Linked DNA regions of Mus musculus: all the other regions are linked to region 3. Evidence: chromatin contacts called from public promoter capture Hi-C data. All regions are on one chromosome and are shown on one strand. The core of a region is the stretch at or near the end of the contact, and the rest is flanking DNA. Distances in the headings are between cores, read along the strand shown. Region 1 holds the start of Sv2a (synaptic vesicle glycoprotein 2 a). Region 2 holds the start of Otud7b (OTU domain containing 7B). Region 3 holds the start of Pi4kb (phosphatidylinositol 4-kinase beta).

Evidence for each region. Promoter capture Hi-C pulls out the DNA fragments that hold promoters and counts their contacts. Capture Hi-C pulls out chosen DNA fragments and counts their contacts.
Region 1: a contact with region 3 is called in a promoter capture Hi-C map of liver. The contact joins the promoter of Sv2a here to the promoter of Pi4kb in region 3. A contact is called at or near these places in 1 of 39 promoter capture datasets (pre-B cells) and 2 of 9 other capture datasets (adipose tissue and liver).
Region 2: a promoter capture Hi-C map of pre-B cells shows a contact between it and region 3, with 3 times the contacts expected there. The contact joins the promoter of Otud7b here to the promoter of Pi4kb in region 3. A contact is called at or near these places in 3 of 39 promoter capture datasets (erythroid cells, liver and pre-B cells).

Annotation. Positions count from the first base shown.
Region 1 is chr3:96,179,559-96,182,692 of GRCm38.p6, reverse strand. Sv2a (synaptic vesicle glycoprotein 2 a) reads right to left here and starts at 1,466. Exons shown (of 13, transcript NM_022030.3): 1 at 1,390-1,466.
Region 2 is chr3:96,103,204-96,106,266 of GRCm38.p6, reverse strand. Otud7b (OTU domain containing 7B) reads right to left here and starts at 1,740. Exons shown (of 12, transcript NM_001025614.1): 1 at 1,448-1,740. Gm30044 (a long non-coding RNA gene) reads left to right here and starts at 1,911. Exons shown (of 2, transcript XR_375856.2): 1 at 1,911-2,079.
Region 3 is chr3:94,973,248-94,976,355 of GRCm38.p6, reverse strand. Pi4kb (phosphatidylinositol 4-kinase beta) reads right to left here and starts at 1,625. Exons shown (of 11, transcript NM_175356.3): 1 at 1,271-1,625. B230398E01Rik (a long non-coding RNA gene) reads left to right here. Exons shown (of 4, transcript XR_003954666.1): 2 at 1-1,007.

The DNA.
Region 1 (3,134 bases), core at 217-2,716, 1.2 Mb before region 3:
CAAATTCTTTGAGCTGGTGAGGAAGTCGTGCTATATTTAGCCTGCAGAGCAGCACAAGAGTGGCTGAGCCTGAGGAAGAGAGACAGCACTGGGAGAGGTGGAGTTAAAGGAGACCAGACTGGGATTTACCAAGTCCTTTAAGGCTGACTGGCTTCACCTGACCGGAAGAAACATGTCCATAATTTTCTGCAGAAGGTGGAAAGGGCATGTGGAAAGGGCTTCGTAAGCAAACCTTTCAAGTAAACTGCTCAGGTCCAGACGGGCCCCCTAATCAAAGCCCCTGCTTTGGAGGCCACCCAGGTTTCCATCCCATCCCATGCCAGGTCATTAAGAAGTGACAAGGTCATGAAGAAGCAGTCATTGATCAGAAGATTCCCACTGAAAAGGACAAGGGGCAGAGAAGATTCCAGAGTGCCCCCCACCCCCACATCACAGCTTGATAACTGACCCTCTTACCCCTCCGCAAGACTGACAAGACTGAGCCTCACCCCTACAATCTACCCCTGGGTTTGGAAGATGGGAGCATCCAGTTTGGGGGGGTGGGGAGGTGTCAGCTGAGAATGTACACGGAGAAATGCTCACGGAGAAATGCTCACGGAGAGGCCAGGGATGTAGAGAAAATGTTTCACATGCATAGGCTTAGGGACCGCCTCTGCCAGGATTGCGGAGACCCCCAACCCCCACCTAGCCTCAGCTCTGGTACCAGGCATGAGGCCCTGGAACTGATTACATGGCTGCTCCCACCCCTGGTCCTGCTGCTGGACAGGTTCCCACCATCCTTCTGCGCCCCTCTCCTGACCCCCTCAGTAAGCGCCTCTAGTGCCAAGCCCCAACACCTGGTTGCTTCCCATGTCTGTCTGCCCAGTGTTTCATTCCTTCTATCCTTCACCAAGCCGATTCCTCTACCCCCTAACCCACCCAAGTCCAGGCAAGAGCGGCTGTACTCATTCTATGGCCCCAGCCAAGGTCATTTACCATGGGTGGGGGGGGGGGAGAGGGGGGTTGGGGAGGGACGTACATCAAGGTGAGGAGAGGATGGAGTTTGAGGGAACCTCAGCTTACCTAACAGCCCCTCACCAGGTTTATGTAATGGGGACTTTAAGCTAAGGTAGAAAAAAAATCCTCGCATATGTATGTATGTGTGTATATACATACAAATACATATATGTGTATTGCACATATATATTTATTTATTCAAGTATATTCTCAAAGCAATTGAAATAAATGGCCCATTCCCCAAACCACCATCACCCCCACCACCACCCTCACCCCTACAGCGGGGACAGTCACCCTCCCCATAAGCAAAGCATCAGAGATAAAATGGCTGCAAGGCTAGACGAGGATGCTTCTGCCCGGGGCGGGGTAGAGGTGAGAGGAGAGGGGTCTCACCTGAGCTTGGTTCCCCGGGTCAGGGAGTCCCCGGGTGAGGGAGGGGGTCCAGCCACAGGGCTGAGGCGGCAGCGGCGACTGCTCCTCCCGGTACCAGGGGAAGCGGCACTGCAGACCTGCCCCCCGCACGCGCTCCGGCCCCGCCTCCGACCCTCCCTCCCCCGCGCCAGTGAGCAGCGGGAGAGACCATTGTGGGGGGTGGGGGTGGCGAAAGAAAAGATGATGGGGCGGGGGGGGGGGGGGGGGGACTTAGGACACAGGAAGAAAAGATGAAGGAACTGGAGGGGACTGTCAGGGTGACAGCTGGAAATGACAGTCTTTCTCAGCCCCTTCCTCCCTAGCAAAAGATGCCAGGAATTAAAGACACTAGCAGTGGTTAGGGGAGTAAGTGGAGGAAATAGACAGGTGATGAATGAGGTAGCCCCTTCCTTTGCACCCAAGCTAGGATGAGAGAACCCAGGAGTCCCAGCAGTTCTTGCTGCGTTAAAAACAGCTCCCTCCCCTTCCACACTGCTCCCTGGAATTAAAAACCCTCTCCTAAACCCACAGCTTGGACTCCAGGTTCACCTTGCTATGTGAGAGGACTCAGAGATAACAAGGTGTGGTTTCTGTACTCAATAGTCAGAGTCAGTGACAACTGGGCCCCTGTCATCTGTCTCCTCCAAAAACAGTCCAGACTGTTTATGTACAAGGACCTCCCCCTCCCCATTTCTATTCAATTGCTGGTAGCAGAGGCGGTGCTAGAGGAGTTTGTCTGATCAACTGGACAGTTCCCTTTCTAACCACACTCTCCAGTGACTCAAAAATACATACATACATACATACATACATACATACATACATACATACATACATCCTATCAATTAACAACCTCCTCTTGTGTGTGTGTACGTACACTGGCTTGGGTTCTCCTTTTCTTGAATCTTTTCTGTTTTATTGTCAGGTAACCTGGACTGACAGATCCAGAGGCACTTCAAGGATGTACAACCTGAACCAGTCTACTCCAGATAAAACCTTGGGATTGTCTGGAACAAGCACTGACCAAAGCACAGCCCAGATTTCCACCGTTGGTTTTGACCAAGTCCCCTGCCTCTGTGAACCAACAGGCTTCTTGTCTAGAAAATGGAGTGTTTTGGATGAGGCGTCTTTTTTAGCTGTAATACCATGAGACTGCTCGGTTAAGTGTGGGTCTAGGATGCTGGGAGATACTGAATACAGAAGGCTGGCAGCCTGTGTGCTCAGAGATTTCCCAGATGCCATTTGACATCTGAATTTACTATGCTAGGGATATGAGCCTAAGTTTTGGAGGACCCAATGCTGGATTTTGGAAATGTATGGGTCAGTAAGGTTCACAATTAACTGAAAGTCATAATAGATACTAATTTATCCTAAAAAGTTACCTCTCACCTAGACTGAAGATTTTTGTGTCCGGTACACTCTCCCCCTTAAGCCAAGTCAGGACCATGTCAGTGTAAGTCACCCAATGACATAACGGAATGAGAGAACTTGTATCTTTAATGGCATCTGGCCATCCCCAGTAGGAGGCCAATGATTCCAAAAACTCTCCTGGCAACAACTCTCTGCCCCACCTCTACGAGCGGGGAAGCTTTGCCAATGCTCTAGGAGTACTCTTAGTCTGCTGGCTGGAGCACTCTTTCCAGGATGGTACTTGGAACAGCTCTGCCCACATGGGCCCCAGGGACTAGCCCTTTACTAGACTTTCATTGATGAACCCTCTTAAGGTT
Region 2 (3,063 bases), core at 491-2,990, 1.1 Mb before region 3:
GCTGTACAGGAGGAACAGCAATTTCTTTTATTTTACATTCTCTTTAACCTTCAAAATATCAATAGACTAGCACAGCAGGTTAGTAAACTTAAAAGACCTGCTTGAAAAACAATGAGGGTAAAGAACATAATTAATTCCTCATTGTTTACCTAGAATGTGTTCCTATGTAAGTTATATACTGCCAACATTTAACTACAAGTCTGATTCTCCCTGGCAGACTTCTCCATCCCTCAGGAACAGAATCTCATTGACTAAGAAACACATTTCCTAAATGTCTTTTTAGATATGCAACATAGAAAAAAATAAAAAATAGAAATTAGCTACTCCTTTGGAGTCTTCTTACCACCACTTCTCCTTATTTTTCTTATCCACCTGACAGGTTTTGAGACACAAAGGGATCCAGCATCCTAAAAGACCTAAGTATATTGTAGGAAAAGCCAAAGACCCACAAATTACCAGCTTCTAAATAAAACACCCTATGTAGTATTCACAAAAAGATAAAGAAAGCCAAAGTCAAAGCGGGTTAGCGATTGGCTTTGCAGTCATGAAAATTCCCTAAGGGGAAAAAAAAATTTGGGGGAGGGGGAATAACCTCTTAGATCAAATCTCACCAGTTCGCTTCTCTCAACTTCCCCATTTTTACATGTGTCTTGTGCCCAGAAAAGACACCTATGTTAGACTGACACTCTATCACCAGAGAAGAGAGACAGACTCTGAGGGCTGGTCCTTGTGAGCCGACAGGCTAAAAATACGCCGGCCCAGTAAACAAATCCCATTCCATCTCAACAGGAGCCACACCGTTAACCTAGTAATTATGAGAAGAGTGCGATCACACAGCCCCCAGCTTACTCATCATCAGCTTCTAAAGTTTCCATCAGCGCACAGAAACTTTTTTTTTCTGAAGTCCATAAGCCTGCCCTAGAATTTCTACACCTACACTCACCACAGTCTCTCTCTCCTCTCTCCTCTCTCCCCTCTCCCTCTCTCTCTCCTCCCTCCCTACCCCCCTTCCTCCATTACTGGACGCACCTCAGTTTGGCTATCGTTAAGAACAAACTTGGCTTTTCTTTTTTACTTTTATAGTGACTTTAAAAGAACTTTATCCTACTTGGGGGGGGGGGGCTGCATCTAGACCACCCTAAAACTCCGCCATCCGTCTCCCAAAGTCTAGCTGACAAGAGGGGACTATCCAAACTGCCCAGCACAGCTGGGGAAGGGACAGGAACCGCCGGCCAGGGCTGAGAGCGCAGGACGCAGGTGAAAGATTGGCGTGAAGGAGGAAGGTGGGGACCAAGCAGAGAGCGGGTGCTCAGGGGGAGATGGCTTCAGGTGAAGTCTCGTCAGAGAGAGTGAGCAGTGGAGCTCGACGACGCAGAGTTGGGGCGCTGGAGAGGCGGGAGGAGCGGGGAGGAGATGGGGAGGGTGTCAGGGCTGGGGTCTCCGTTACCCTCGCGACTCTCGGGGCAAGGCTCTAGGCCGGGGCGGAGCGCGGGGCCCGGCCGCCTCGCCTCATTCCTCGGCAGTGACCCCGGGGTCCAAGCGGCCCCTCCCCCGACGACGATGGAGGCGGAGGCGGACACTGCGACCGCGGCTGTTGCTCTCCACAGGAGATAGAGCTGGAGCCAAGCCGGGACTGACCGGAGCTGGCCTCTTCCCAATGGCTTTCCGCCGGCTCCTCCACACCGGGTCGCCACTCCGACTCCAGCGGCTGGTTCAGGATCGGTGGCTTTCGGCCGTCCGGCCGGAAACAAGCGCCCGTTTCCGGCCGGAGCGGGTTGGCGGTGACACCCTAGCCGCCCCCGGGCCTCCTCCCGCCCGGCGCGGCCGGCCCCGCCCCGTCCCGCCCCGCCCCTCCCCGCAGCAGCCCCGCCCTCGGGACCGCTTTGGGGCTGTGGCCGGTTTGGCGCTTGCCCGGCGCGTGACCCCGCGCGTTTTTGGCTCGCGTCCCCGAGCCCCCGGGCGGAGGCACTTTTGAGCGGGAGCTGGGAGCTCGGCATGGACTGTTAAGACTTTGGGGTCGCATCAGTTGGCGCCAGCCCTAAGGGAAGAAATGGAGACTGGCGGAGTAGCTTTCGAAAGGTGAGAAGGATAAAAATACTTGAGAAGGTTGAAATTCTAGTTACTCCACGCAATCCTGGACCAACCAGACTGAATTGAACATCGCTTCTTACAAACCAGCCCCACCCAGCTATGCATTCCCCTTGTTCCTTCACTCTTGACGTGAACGTACCCTTTGCTATATTCACTTGCATAACAATACTCCCTTAGTAACATCCCTGCCACAGTCAGTTTTTTAGTTAATGTTGTAAAAACACATTGTCAATGTGTTTTTACAACATTACAGCATAACTCAATGCCTTTACTTATTGAAGCCCTACTGTTGTAAAAGCACTGTATTCTGGAAGACTGGAAATAGAAAACGCAACAAGACATAAATCCCAAGCATCAGCAATCTAACAATTTAGTATTAATAGAATTCACTGAAATATTTTATATAAAGCAAAACAAACATATATGTCACGGAGGTTACAATGAGCTGTGCCTAGGAGCACACAAACAAGCCATCTCAGCCTTTCATGTTTGTAAAGGAATATGGACTGCTTCCAGAAGAACTACTTTATTGAAAACACAAAAATGGGCCCAGCTTATGCTATACTCTAACCAAATGAATCCTAAAATTTAACTCAGATCTCTAGAATCCACACATTCAAGGCAGTGTTTATTATCAAAATTATGTTCACTGGGTTTATGTAAAAGCATAATGCAGTTGGCTCTTCATTTTCCTCAGTATTCGCTGAGAATTTTGGTTTCTAATGGGGAAGGATAGAGCACAGAATTATCCAGACTAGGAACTGACACCTGAAACAGGAAACCCACTGGAAAAATACCCTTAAGTTTAGAGTTGAAAGTTTAGGGCTGAACCTAAGGCCACGTATACATGTCTCAGCCAAGCAAAGTAGCTGGTGCCTTTGGAAGATACCACAACTTACAATGCAACTTAGCAAGCCAGAGCTTAGAAGATCCAGGGAGTACCGATTGCAACTACTATTTTGTGACAAATTT
Region 3 (3,108 bases), core at 376-2,875:
ACACAACTTCACCTTAGGTCCAAATGCTTATGAAACTAACCAACAGTAGTCCACTAAGCTTCAGTCAGGAAAATAATGGTTCCTCTTAGGTCTAGACAGGAGTAGGAGATTCTGTGATCTAACAGAAATCCTAAAGTAATCTAAAGCAAAATTTCTCACAACTTCATTCAGTTTCCATGCTCAGTTTCTGAGCATCTTTCCTAGTGGTTGCTCTTAAACACTCAACAAAATGTAATCTGATTGATAGACTTCTTTAAAAGTTGCTTCATCCTTCAGAAACACACATCTGTCCAGAAAAGCTTGAGACAACTGTGGCTCCCCATCCTCTCACATCTTCTTAGTTCAAGCTTTAGCTGATCTGAAATCATATGTGGAGATAAAAGGCATGATAGAGAACACTTAAAGACCACAGGGAAAACAGAGCCGAGGGAGACAAACATCAGCCGAATCCTGGAGAGAATGTCAAAAGTTGGAAATCCCTGGAGAGAATGTCAAAAGTTGGAAATCACTATCTGTAGGGGTGTTCACGGCAGAGCTTTCTCCTACGGGAAGCCCTCCAGAGGGCTGGAGATTGAGAAAGGGGAAAGAGAAGCCAAAGACAGCTTCAGGTATCATCAGGCACCCTAGAGAGGGGTTGAGGACTAAGGTCAAAGTGGATGGTATCTGGGTATGATGACAGTAGTCTGAGATCCTTTAAGGAGAAGGGAATAGGCAATTCTTGGAAGTCAGGAGCTGGGGGAGTGGGTCATGGTGAGGTCATGGAATTGGAAGCAGAAGAGAGGGATACAATCTGTAGCTGAGGGAAATGAGAACTCTGTGCTGAGATTGCACAGACTCGGAAGAGTGGGGCAAAATAGGAAAAGGGATAAAGGCGGAGTCCATGGAAGAGGCTTGTGAGCAGAAACACAAACGGCGAGGAAGGCAAACATGGATGATATTGTAGAAGGGGTCAAATGTGGAAAAGGTTCACGACTTAGGAAGATAGTTACGGAACAGAGGCAACAGAGGTACGAAGTGTGTGTCCTGCTGGTGGGGAGGTGGAATCCACGGGGCAGAGGGAGGGGCTAAACTGAAGAGGAAGCCAGAAAGCAGAGAAGACTACCCCGGGCCCGAGAGGAAAGGGTGAAGGACCTCGGGGTGCAGCTGCCACCAGGGGGGCAGTTTTGTAGTCGAACCCAGGTCGCGGTAGGCTGGGCGGGACAGGGTGGCAGAAGGACCCCCCCACACACACACACAGGCAAAGGCGACTCACGGGGGAGGAGCCGCTTACCTCCGGGGAACCCTCGCGGAGGGGGTGCAGGCGGTCGGGGTCGGACTGCCGACACCGCCGCCTCAGCAGCAGCGGCCGCTCCCGGGTTCCATTGGCCGCCTGCGCTTCCCTGACAGCGGCCGCGGCGGCTGCTCCAGGCCCCGGCTGCGGGGCTGCCCGCGGCGCCGCCTGAAGGGGCCTTCACGCAACTTCAAGTTGGACCGGACCCCACTAGCAGGACACAAAATAACAATTCCTTGGCGGGTTCCGATGTAAGAGTCCCCTGGGCCCGAGCCTTTCTTCCGGGAGATTGCTTTCCTGCTTCCCGGTGTCAGGACACTACTGATGCCATCGTAATCTGAGTCGAGTGAGCTGCCCGACTCACGCCTGTTCAGAAAGGAAAAGGGGGCGGGGAAGAGCTTTTGGAAGCTAGGGAGGGGGGGCAGGGAGGAGGGGCTTACGGGGGAAGGCGGGCCCTGTGTTTGAGGGCGGGCCTAAGAGACAGGCTTTACTAAGGAAGCCGAGAGGGAAGTAGCGTGGGTAAGATCAGTGGAGGGACGTGGAGGTACCGATATTTTATGTACTTCCAAAAGTGTATGAACATGCAAATTATATATAAACTATTCATTTGCGTAAACCACTGAGTTACCGTAACTGCCACCAGTGGCTTTTTTCTCCCTCTCCTATCCTACGGGATTTCTTTCGTAAGTCAGCCGGTAGGACCCATGCAGGAGGGCCAGAAAACAGACAAGAAAGAGAAGGGACGAAAAAAGGAGTACAATCACCTTCATTTCCCTCTTCCTACTCATCTTTAAGGATGATGCCATGAGTTTGCCCCTATAGCTTCAGGAATGGCCCAGTCCAACCGCCTCAATCTTTCACTGTTTCGCACCATCACTCTGGGACAAGGTGCTGCTTCCAAGGTCACCCCAGCTGCCAAAGCCTTAACAGAGGCTGGACAAGCCAGCTTAGGAAAAGTGAGTGAAATGACAAAAGTTTGGCTTATTCCTTTTCCGAAGGCTACAAAATCATGTGAGACAGGCCTCATAGACCCCTCCCCCCCCCCCCACAATCACTGTCCCAACGCTTTTCCTGGGACTTTTCTTAGTATCTTAGGCCCCTTGTAAGGGTAGGTTTGTTTGACAGGGTTTCTCTGTGTAGCCCTGGCTGTCCTGGAACTCACTGTGTAGACCAGGCTGGCCTTGAACTTAGAAATCTGTCGACCTCTGCTTCCCAAGTGCTACGCCTAAAGACGTGTGCCACCACTGCAGGCGGGTAGGTTCTTAATATTCTACGGGTTGAGCCTAGCTCTTGGGTGACATCTTCATTGCACTTATAAGCTGATTTGAGATCTTTGTTTCCTTTTTTTTTCTTTCCCTTTCTTCTCTAGCTTCCTTCCTATCCTCTTTCCCTTTTTAGAGACAGTCTATTTTTCCCAGGCTGCTTGTGATATTCCTTGGCTCAAGCCACTGGCCTGTGGAACATGTGGGAATATATCCACATGCCCCCAAGCTGGACTAACCCTCAACTTCTGTATAATAATATTGACAATATTATTATAGCACTACATTAACAACAGTAGTATCTGATGTAATAACATTTTCTAAGGTTTGGGGGAGGGGATCAAGAAAGTATGGGTTATAGTACTACATGTCTGTTATTGAAACAGACAAATGGTGAGTGAACCATGCCCCTGCTTCCGTATTTAACTGGGAGGCAGATAAAAAGCTAAAGCTGAAGACAAAGGGCTGAGAATTTGGCTCAGTGGTTTAGTACTGTTGCTCTTGCAGAGGACCCCGGTTCACTCCCAGGGGGTCCAATGCCATCTTCTGACCTCTGTGGGTACTGGATACATACAT